2 separate regions of the Mus musculus genome follow, and region 1 is linked to region 2. The links are chromatin contacts, called in public Hi-C maps. All regions are on one chromosome and are shown on one strand. Each heading gives the region's core, a stretch centred on a gene start, on an enhancer-like site or on the middle of the called end of the contact. The rest is flanking DNA. Distances are from core to core; before and after follow the strand shown.

Region 1 (5,560 bases), core at 2,607-5,106, 39 kb before region 2:
CTGAGCTCTGGGCTGAAAAGCAAATATTAATGCAGACCCAGTCTTGGATCTTTCTTACAGGCTAGTGTGGCTCTATTTTCAAATGGAAGAACTGTAGGTGGGCAGAGCCAATCTGGGTGCAGGGGAGATAGGCTGCTACGACTGATGGTATGGTGTCATAGAAGCCCCTTACTTATGAGGGCTTGGGAATTTTCTCATTGGGAGGAAATGGGGTGGGGGGCTGCAGGAACTGATTATTAAAACTTTTAACTGAGGAACTCACCTTCTTGGCATTTTGCCCATGAATTCCCCCACTGGTCAGTAGATGGCAGTAGAGGCTTTCAGAGTTGGTGGTTGGCAGGCTGGGCTCACCTACCTCCATCTTCCCACCTGGAGGTCTGGAAGGCTTGATGAACAGGCCACTACTGCCTCCATGTATCTTCTGTGTCCTAGCAAGGAACCAAAGTGAAAGGACAAGCACTAGCTAGGACTTCATACCCCAGGCTGTGCACATAGAAGGAGATCTACTGGCCTCCGGAGCTCAGCTACTCTTTTTCTCGAGGTTCGGGCTCAGTTCTCACCCGTTTTAGGTGTTTGATGTACAGATGAACGAGCAAGGAGTGGAAGGGGATGGAGGAGAGGGATTCAAGAGCAAAAGAGACACCTGGACCATCTTTAGGGCAAAACCCATGTCTGAGAGGGAGAGATGCAGTTTAAAAAAGACATCCGTGGCATTAATTATTTCATGTTTGAAACAAACCATTTGAGTTTGATAGATCTGAAACTGTCAGTTTTATGAGTTGGATTAAGACAGTCAAAACTTGGGGTAGATGTGAAGGACTTGTGTTTAGGGTAACCATGTTGCAAGGTGGTGACTAGAACTCAAACCAAGTCACTGGAAACCTTCATGTCTTCTGACTGACTAAAGCCTGCCAGCAGATATGTCCTGCATTCATGTCCTTGCTTGTGCCTGGCCGAGTTACAAACACGAGAAATCATCTCTACTTCCTCTGAATCAGGCACTTAACCATAACACCAAACCGTTGGAATGCAGAGCTGAAACAGAGCAGTATCCTTACACATGGCTTTGTATATCCTGGGAGCTGCTAAATTACTTTAAAAATAATTCTTCCCAACTGCCCGTTTGTAGGAGATGTTGCTTTAACCCAATTTGCAGAGGAAGCACTGGACTCACAGAGAAGGGGAGGGGTCATGGAAAATGTACGTTAATGTACGCCAGGTTGCACAGCCAGGAGTCAAACCCACATTCCAGGGCAGACTCCTGTGTTCTTTCTCTTTTTGAAAAATTTATTGAAATTCTAGCACTCCGGAGGCAGAGGCAGGCAGAGGCAGGTGACTCTCTGTGAGTTCAAGATCATTCTAATTTACAAAGAGTTTCAGGCCTTCCAGAACTGCACAGTGAGACCTGGACTGGAAAACAAATTATGAAATAACAAAAATAAAAATTTATTGTAATATACTTTGTAACTTCTGTAACTCACTCATTTATAACACACAATTGAGTGGTTTTTAGTGTACTTGACAGAGATGTTCAAACATCACAATTAATTTGAGAATGGTTTTCATCCCTCCAAAAATAAGACTATACTCATTAGCAGTTAGGCAGGTTAAAAAGTTAACCTTTTTTTTTTTTTTTAAAGAAAAGGTTAGGAATAGAGAGTCCTTTCTTACCACATGACCAAGAGCAGGCTAGCTTTTCCCCCTTTTAAATGTTCTTAGTAAATTTATTTAAATAATTCTGGTAACAATGTATTTTATAGGTTTGTAAGACTAAATGAGTTATCTCAAATAAATATATATATAAATAATATATCATAAACTTTCCCTTCTGTTAAAAATAGATTTTTTTCTCATGTAATATATCCTGAATATGGTTTCTCCCCCCTCTACTCCTCCCAGTTCCTCTTTACTTCCCCTTCTATTTGGATCCACCCCCTTTCTGTCTCTCATTACAAAATGAACAGGTTTCAAAGGACTAATAAAACAAAGATAATTAAGATAATCAGAGAAGGACTAAATGAACAAATAAAATAGCCCAAGTAAAGGTACAAGGGACATACATGCAAAGACCCACTTGTTGGCACACTCAGAAATCCCATAAAACACTAAACTGGTTTAATGTACACACACACACACACACACACACACACACACACACACACACACACAATTTATATATATCTGAAATACCTATCCATCATCTATTTTTCTATGACCTATAGGGTTAAAAAGTGATGAAAACTATAAATTAAATAAGATTAGAAAAAATAAGATAAAATAAAAACAATTCCCTGACATGGCATTATGAGACTAGGACCTTCAAAGACACCACTGAATTCATTGTTTATTTACTGCTGGGCATGCGACCTACTCTTAGGAGTAGCTTGCTTCCCTTTGGAGAAAACTTATTTTTCATTTGTAACTGCCTACCAATTGGAGGTTGCTTCTGGGTCAGGATGAGGTGTTTGTTAGGATGTGGGATTTGTGCTTTAGCTCTAGGACTCCATCTAGGCCCTGTGCAGGCCCTGCGCATGCTGCCTCAGTCTCTGAGGTCATATGTGTGATCCTGTTGAAGGTCTTGATTTCTTAGTGTTTCTCATTCCCTCTGGCTCTTACATTCTTTCTGCCCCTCTTCTGCAGAAGTCCCTGAGCACTGAGGAGAGGGATTTGACAGAGATACCCTCTTTAGAGCTGAGTGTTCCAGAATCTCTCACTCCATATAATATCTGGCTTGGGTTTTTATATTTGTTCCCATCTAGTGCAGGAGGAAGCTTCTCCAATGTGGACTGAGCAACGTGCTGATCTATGGGTATGGCAGAATGTCAGTTGTAGCCATTTTATTGCTACTGCTTTCTCCTTCCCTTCCCTTCCCCTTCCCCTTTCCCTTCTTCCCTTTCCCCTTCTTCCCCTCCCTCCCTCCCTCCCTCCCTCCCTCCCTCCCTCCCTCCCTTCCTTCCTTCCTCTTAGAAAAGTGATGTTTGGTTTTACCTTAGGTCCCTGGCCTATCTAATCTCAGGTTCTTGGTCACCTAACCAGTGTCCAGTATGGGTTCTCTCTCATGGAGTGTATCAGGACCCATTATCTCTTCTAGGTATCTAGGTTGTTTCCAATTTCTGTTATTATGAATAGAGTAGCAATGAGCAGAGCTGATCAGTGTCTCTGGGATGGGATGAAGCATCCTTTGGGTATATCCCCAAGAATAATGGTATAGCTAGGTCTTGAAGTAAATTGATTCTCATCGTCTTGAGGAACAGCCATGCTGATTTCCATAGTGACTCTACAAGTTTTCACCGATGGATCAGTGTTTCCCTTACCCCACATCCTTGCCAGCATAGCTGACATTTGTCTCCTTGATCTTAGACATCCTGATGGGTGCAAGATGAATTCTTCAAGCCGTTTTGATTTGCATTTTTGGGATGACTAAGGATGTGGACCATTTCTTTAAGTCCTCCTCAGCTGTTTGAGCTCCCTCTTTTGAGAATGCTTTGTTTCGATCTGTACCCTTGATATTTTCCATGTTAGTGGATGATGCATTATTTCTGCTTTGCCAGAGTTGTTCTGAGTTCAGGATAATGGTACATAGGTTATTACAAAGAAGAGATAATGGGTCCTGACAGAGCATGAACCTTGGGAGGAACGTGCATAGAGTAATGCAGAACTTTGAAGGGAGAGAGAGGGAGGAAATGAGGGAGGGAGAAGGAGAGAAAGAACAGGGAGAGAGGCGGGGGTTGTGTGGGACTTACGTTTTTTTTTCCTGTTTATAATAAAGTTGTGAAGTTTTGCATCAGTTACTTCTGAAAATTAAAGCAGTGTCTATAGAGCTCACGGTGGGGGTGGTGGTGGTGGTGGTGGTGGTGGTGGTGGTGGTGGTGGTGGAGGGGGCCGTTGGAGCCGGCGCGCGAGGGGAGGTTAGCAATCCAGGACCCCTTTCACTTCCTGGGGAACGCGGTAGGGATGCTTGGGCGAGAGCTGTAGGTCCAGTCTGGGACAAAGCAGGACAGGTTAAAACTTTCAAGGGCAGTCAGTGGTAAAGAAACTCAGTTGGCTTCACTTCTGTTCCCGGGCCAAGTCTCCGTGAGACACACAGTGTGTCATTGGTGAAGCTTGCCTAGAGTATGAGAGACTTGAGTTATGGGAACTTCTAAGCAGTGAAGCTGGGGCTTCACTGTGCCGCACAGCACAGGGCTGCTTCGGCTTGTTAAAGCTATGCTGTTTATGGCGATCCCTAACAGCTGGCTGCAAACCAGGGTCCTAGGAGAGTCATTTCGGGGAGAATTCCGAAGACCATATTGAAGGGGTGGTGAGAAAACTCCTATTTTTCTCCTTTTTCATGGCACCTTAGTAATAGCGGCCCCTCCCTGAGTGACTTCTGGGAGCCAGGTGGTCTGCTGTGGGTGTTTTCATTTAAATTTCTTCCTAAAGCCTGCCTGGCTTACACTCTTACCTCCTTATTAGGGACACCTGAAGAAGGAAGGATGTTTGCCTCAGGCTCAGGTAGCTTAGAGGCTGACACAGATGGAAAGCTAACCAGAAGGACTGCCTTAGCCTGTTTTGTCTGGAACTTTCTTGGGTTTAAGGCCAACCCCCCTCCCACCCCGGAGCTCCCGGGGACTGGACCACCAACCAAAGAGTACACATGGAGCCACCCATGGCGCTGGCCACCTATGTGGCAGAGGATGGCCTTGTTGGACATCAGTGGGAGGAGAGGCCCTTGGGTCTGAGGGTGTTAGGTGGCCCAGTGTAGGGAAATGCCAGGGCGGGAGGACAGGAGTGGGTGGGTGGGGGAGCGTCCTCATAGAGGCAGGGGCTAGGGGGATGGGATAGGAGATTTCCGAAGAGGAGACCTGGAAAGCGGAAAACATTTGAGATGTAAGTAAAGAAAATATCCACCCCCCCAAAAGTATCGCTTAGAATACCTCTCACAGATAAAGCAGTACTACTCTATGCTGACTGCTCAAAAATGTACATTTCAAGGATTCTAATACACTTTGGTAAGATTTTTTCAGGACCATGCCCCCCTCCCCCACCAAAGACTGGAGTTCCACATCTCTTTGGCCCTTCCTGAGGTGACAACATGTTGGAGCCCCCTCTGAGCTCCAGTCGGACATGACATGTTTCTCTCTCTTCCCGTCCTCAAATGTGTACTCCCTTTTACAGCTCAGAGTCTTCACCCAGCTGTTTCCCAGCTCCCTCAGTTGACTCCTTTCTCCTTAGTTGGTTTTGGTCTTGAAGCAGGCTTCTTACATGTTCGATGCTTCCCTCAGGCACAAAGACCACAGATGACTACACATAGATCTGGAGGCCCTGACTTCGTGTCTAGCTATGCCCCAGGGAAATTCTTTTACTTCCCTAGAGCCTTGGCTTCTTCCTCTGAGAGCAGGATATGTTGGCTATCCAACATTTAGCTTAATTTATGTGCAAGGTGTTAATTAACACAGGTTCTAACCCTGAAAGGGATGGCATGTTGTAGCCACTGTCTCTGTGGGGTGACTCCCTGTGTTCCCTGCTTCCTTTAGGAAAGATGGATGAGTTCCAGGACTGGGGGGGACCCTGGCTTAGT
Region 2 (6,002 bases), core at 2,330-4,829:
TACCTGTGCAGCATTGCTTGGGTTATAACTCATGTGCTGTGCTCTGCCGAGCAGACTCATGCAGGGTCAAATGAAATTTTTTACCGGGAATTACTTAATTAAGACAGAGACTCAATACGTAAGCTCTGGCTGACTAGGGACTCACTGTGTAGACCAGGCTGGCCTCAAGCTCACAGAACTCTGACTACCTCTGCTTCCTAAGTGCTGGGATTAAAGACCTGCACCACTGTGCCCAGTTGGGACTTTAAATCTTAGGGGTTAGAAAGTAGTGGCACATGCCTTTAATCCCAGCACTTGAGAGGCATAGGCAGGTGAATTTCTTGAGTTGGAGGCCAGCCTGCTCTACAGAGTGAGAGCTCTAGGATAGCTAAGGCTACACAGAGAAACCCTAGCTTGAAAAAAGGAAGAAGGAGCTGGCTGTAGGGTAAAGGGGCTTACTGCTAAGCTGGATAAGCAGGGCTTGATCCTTGGAACCCATCCTTGTGTTGTCGTGCATGCATGTACATGCACACATGCATGCTCACACACAGACACAGAGACACACAGACCCCCCCCCCCCACACACACACCAAGTAAATGAAGCATAAAAAGGGAGGAAAACTGCAACGGTTAGTGTTAATTATCAATTGATTCTGTGGTCACTTAGGATGCAAGTCTCCAGGCTCATGTGCAAGGGGGGTTATGTAGATTAGGCTAGACCCTTGGCAAGTCTGAGAGCAGTTACTGTGATTAGCTTTAACTTTGGTAGGAAGACCCAGGTAGCTTCATGGCTGAGGCCCTGGACTCCATAAAAAGGAAGCATGATGGGCCCCAGTCTCCCTCACTCTCTGCTTCTTCACTGAGAATGCAATGGTACCTGCTGCTTTGATCTCCTGCTCTGTGACCTTCCTGCCACGACAGACTATAACTGTGAGTCAAACCAAGACATTTCTTCTTTAACTTGCTCTTCTCAAGGCATTTTATCACAGTCGCAGCTGTTACTTAGTACAGTTACTAAGACAGGCCCACCACGGTGGCACCCGAATGCAGAGGGTTAGTAGACTTTGCGTGCAGATCTTCTGTGACTCCTGTTCTGACATATTCTGCTTCTAAGCTTGGCTCTCCAGTTCCCAACCTTCTGTCTAATGTATAAAGCACTTAAGTATCACACCAATACATCCTTCTTCCTACTCCTCCATTCACGACTTTTCCTCTCCTCCGACCTTTTCTTCCACTTCAAGTTTTTTGCTTAAGTCTGTCAGTATAGACTTCTGTTTCTGTAACCAGAGAACCTCAGCAGAAGCAGATGAATGAAAACAAAAGGCTTTGCCTGAGAGATCAGAAAACTGGTCTATTGGTCACTTGCCCTGGATCATATAGCTAGTTAGTGGCAGAATAAATACCCAAATTTCTCTCTTTCAGACTCAGTTCTCTCACTCGTAAAATGAGGGCAATACCAGCACTTATGCTGTGGGTTGTTGAGGTGGGTCTATTGAACAACGCAATATAGTGTCTTGCTAGCGAGAAATAGATGCTAGTAAGCCCTTCTTTTTATTATGTTCTGTTATTATGTCTATGACACCTACTATGTATTTAGGAATATTGCTTTAAATTGCTTATGATTTCCAACACAGAGAATACTGTAATTGTATCAGCTGAGTTTTTCTGTAGTCAAGAAAGTTTTATTTAGATGTCCAGTGTGCCTCATCCAAAGTTATCAGGGAGGGTCCTCTTGGCTGGGTAGTGGATACGTTTATTCTCTTTTCCTTATGAAAAAAAAAGTCATTAAGAAGAATGTTATTTTCTTTCTTTCTTTTTTTCTAACCAGTGAAAAAGACATCAAAGTGCAGTGTTTGACAAGAGGGCCTGTTGGTTCCATTCAGGGGCACATTATGAATTGTTCATTTTTGACGGGGGGGGGGGGGGAACAATTCATTACATTTTGTTTATGTGGCACCTCCTGAGGGGCTGTTTCTAAGTGGTTTACAAAAGTCTTGTTCTCATTGGGACACACTTGTCCTCTAGGGTTCCCAGGGATGGAAGATCTTGTGTGCAAATAAAATAAACTCAGCCTGAAGGCCAGTAATTTAGATTAATAAAGAGCTATGTTTATATAACTGTGTTAACAGAATTCTACATGGCAAGTCAAATCCAATTTTCTCAGGCTATACAACCATTTCTAAACAGGACTTGGCCAAGAATGTCTAGTTTGTGAGTGCACAAAACAAGGAGCAAAGATTTTTCATAGTCTTTAGGCCCCTGAGATTCTATTTTTGTGGCTCTAGTTTCTCAGGAGATCATGGTACAACTGAAGCAGCTTGAGTAAGGCGATTCTGTATGTGTAAGAATCTATTCATGTCCCTGGACACATCTGTGCTGGTTAATTTTATGTTAGCTTGATATAAGCTACAGTCATTTGGGATCCTCCATTGAAAAAAATAAATGCCCCTAGTAGATTGGCTTGTGGTAGATTTTCTTGATTGGTGATTGACATGGGAGGGCCCAGTGCCCTGCCCCCATACCCCATTACTATACAAGAAAGCAGGCTGAGCTTGCCCTGGGAAGCAAGCCAGTTCTCCTTTAAGCTTCTGCTTCAGTCTCTGCCTCCAGGCTCCTGCCCTGATTTTCCTCAGCTTTAAACTCTAACGTGGATCTGTAAATGAAATGAGCAAGCCCTTTCCTCCCTATGTTGTTTTTGTTCATGGTGTTTTATCATAAAAATAGAAAACCTAGCTAAGACAATGCCCTTCATCCTCCTGTCTTCCCATCATCCATCCATTCATGCATCCATTAAAAGACATCTCCTGGCCAGCATGGGACTGACCTAGGCCCTCTGCATATATGGTAAGATTGTATAGCTTCATCTTCTTGTGGGACACCTAACAGTGGGAGCAGGGGCTGTCTCTGATTCTTTTGCCTGCTTTTGGGACCCTTTCCTTCTTACTGGTTGCTTTGTTCAGCCTTGACGGAAAACTGTGGTTGGGATGTAAAAAAATAACAACAACATCTCCTGGCACATGACAACACTAGAATTCTAGCTCTTTTGTTTCTGACTTCTCCAGTAAGAGAACCAAGTAAGAAGGGGGAAAACAAAAACAAAAACAAAAACAAAAAATCCAACAACCCAGAAGTTCAGAGATGCCTATGTTGAAAATGCCCCGGAGCTTTTATGTTCATACTCCCAATAAACATGCAAGATGAATGCCATTTGATTCTGTCCTCTTTTTGTTGTAAAAGCACAGAGGTCTGGAACAGCTGTATCTTTGCACAGCTGTACAACTTGCTCAAAGGAACAGAAATGCACATCTATGGGCTATGTAGTATGCACTAGGTATGGCCTTCATGTTCACAATCTTACTGCACTGGGCACAACACTGAACAGAAATTTGTGTGTTTACATGTGTGTGTTTATGTGTGTGTGTGTGTGTGTGTGTGTGTGTGTGTGTGTGTGTGTGTGTGTATTTGATACAAATAAATGAGAAACAAGGGTACTGAGAAGTTATGGACTTGTTTACGTCATGGGTAGGAAGTGAAGCCTCTGGTCTTCCTATGGCCTCATGCTGTCTCCCCAGAGAACACACAGGGTCAAAGCTGTCACCTACTGCTAACCCTGACTCAGTGAGAGGCATCCTGGCTTTCTTCCCCTTTTCTTTCAAAGTTTCAATGAGAAGGGTCAGAAAGGAAAACCACAGCAGCAACATAAATAGCAGAGGAAGGACGAGGGTCGGAGAAGGGTCTTGGGAGTAAATGGTGGTTTGAAGATAACGTTTTGGACCAGGGCTGGGAACCTGGAAAACACAGACCTCCAAAAGACCGCCTTTTTCCGTTGACATTTCTGGAATGGTTGTGGGCCAGCTTTTCTTTCTTCTCTCAGCCCTGTCTCAGCAATGGCAGAGTCTTGTCATCTTTTGAGAGCTCTTCATGGACTCTCTGGGAGACGGTTCTCTGTCTGTTGGCCCTGACGCTTGTTCTCATTATTTCCAGCCCTTTCTGGATACACACTGCACTTGTGTGTGACCACCATCTTATTATAAGTGATCCCAGATCTAGACCTCCAGCCCATGTCTGCCCTGGCACACCATCTGTCTCACTCATGAAGGTGCCCAGTACCACTATCTCCAGGGAAGCCCCTCTCCTCCCACATTCCTAACTTCAGATAACAGAGACACTCCAAACAAGGTGTCTTTTTCTTCTTCTTCTTCTCCTTATTTACATTTCATACGTTTTCCCCTTTCCAGGACTCCCCTTCAGAAACCCCCTATCCTATCCCTTCTCCCCACTCACCAAAGCAGTTGATTGTCTTATCTCATGGTCTCTTGTTTCTGAGTGCCTGAGTACCTAATTAGTCTACGTGCTGGTTTAAAAGCAGAAAAATGAGGTATTAACCCTCATCTGCCTCCCAGCCCACAATATTATGTTGTGTGTGTTTGTGAGTTAGGCATCAGGCATTGAAGAGAATGCTCCCCCCCAATTTTTCTAATTGGATATTTTATTTATTTACATTTCTTTTTTTTAATTAGGTATTTTCCTCATTTACATTTCCAATGCTATCCCAAAAGCCCCCCATACCCTCCACCCCACTCCCCTACCTACCCATTCCCACTTTTTGTCCCTGGCATTCCCCTGTACTGGAGCATATAAAGTTTGCAAGTCCAATGGGCCTCTCTTTCCAGTGATGGCCTACTAGGCCATCTTTTGATATATATGCAGCTAGAGTCAAGAGCTCTGGGGTACTGGTTAGTTCATAATGTTGTTCCACCTATAGGGTTGCAGATCCCTTTAGCTCCTTGGGTATTTTCTCTAGCTCCTCCATTGGGGACCCTGTGATCCATCCAATAGCTAACTGTGAGCATCCACTTCTGTGTTTGCTAGGCCCCGGTGTAGTCTCACTAGAGACAGCTATATCAGGGTCCTTTCAGCAAAATCTTACTAGTGTATGCAATGGTGTCAGCGTTTGGAGGCTGATTATGGGATGGATCCCTGGATATGGCAGTCTCTAGATGGTCCATACATTTGTCTCAGCTCCAAACTTCGTCTCTGTAACTTATTTACATTTCAAATGTTATCCCCTTTCCCTGTTTCTGCTCTGGAAACTTCCTATCCCATCCGTTCTCCCCTTGCTTCTATGAGGGTGCTCACCCACCTTCCCACCCACTTCTACTTCCCTGCCCTGCCAATCCCCTACTCTGGGGCATGGAGACTTCCCAGGACCAAGGGTCTCTCCTCCCATTGATGTCTGACAAGGCCATCCTCTGCTACATATGCAGCTGGAGCCATGGGTCCCTCCATGTGTACTCTTTGCTTGGTGGTTTAGTTCCTGGGAGCTCTGGGGGTCTGGTTGGTTGATACTGTTGTTCTTCCTATGGTTGAAAACCCCTTCAGTTCCTTCAGTCCTTTCTCTAACTCCTCCATTGGAGACCCCATGCTTAGTCCAATGGTTGGCTGCAAGCATCCACCTCTGTATTTGCCAGGCTCCAAAGAGCCTCTCAGAAGACAGCTAAATCAGGCTCCTGTTAGCAAGTACTTCTTGGCATTGGCAATAGTGTCTGGGTTTAGTGTCTGTCGATGGGATGGAGCCCCAGGTGGGGCAGTCAAAGAGAATGCTCTAATACTGTGGAATTGGTGTTCTGATAGAGGTGGAGTTGGGGTACTTGGAAGAAGTGTGAGTGGTGATTGGCATGCTTCCCAGAGGAGACAGATCAATCACTTTCTCCCATATTCCCTTAAACCCTATCTTCTGATGACCTCTTCTTTGTGCTCGGGGGACTCTCGCCACCCTCTACTCCATGTGAATTTTATCATCTCTTATGTCCTCCCATTTCAATTCAAATACTTCTTTGAAACCTATCCCACTGGCTTCAGGAAAAAACATTTGCCCGGGCATGTTTCTACTTACAAAATGCTGATTTTTCAACCATAGCTTAGCATCTCTTTGCCTACTGATGGTGGTGGAGAAAGCAGTTACTGGCATGGGTTGGTTCGTGGTGGAAGAACTTATAGTAACAGCTTGTCCTATGCCACTG

The links. Hi-C and Micro-C count contacts between places; a contact is called where the count stands out from the background.
Region 1: a contact with region 2 is called in a Hi-C map of bone marrow-derived macrophages, with 1.8 times the contacts expected there. The contact joins the promoter of 4930449C09Rik here to the enhancer-like site in region 2. A contact is called at or near these places in 3 of 15 datasets of contacts at CTCF or cohesin (CD8 T cells, the G1E-ER4 cell line and the NIH/3T3 cell line), 12 of 484 Hi-C or Micro-C datasets (ECoMG myeloid progenitors, the G1E-ER4 cell line, LSK cells and 7 more), 3 of 115 datasets of contacts at active chromatin or transcription factors (the HPC-7 cell line, bone marrow-derived macrophages and embryonic stem cells) and 1 of 9 other capture datasets (embryonic stem cells).

The regions. Positions count from the first base shown.
Region 1 is chr15:63,716,644-63,722,203 of GRCm38.p6, reverse strand. 4930449C09Rik (RIKEN cDNA 4930449C09 gene) reads right to left here and starts at 3,856. Exons shown (of 4, transcript NR_166778.1): 1 at 3,744-3,856; 2 at 263-428.
Region 2 is chr15:63,676,723-63,682,724 of GRCm38.p6, reverse strand. No RefSeq gene overlaps it. Among named protein-coding and RNA genes, the nearest start is that of 4930449C09Rik, 39 kb to the left of the region's middle. Within about 2 kb of position 3,579, at least 29 of the 459 cell types and tissues checked have an H3K27ac peak or open chromatin away from gene starts, as enhancers often do. A contact at or near this core is called in the HPC-7 cell line, LSK cells, bone marrow-derived macrophages and 2 more, where this site is marked.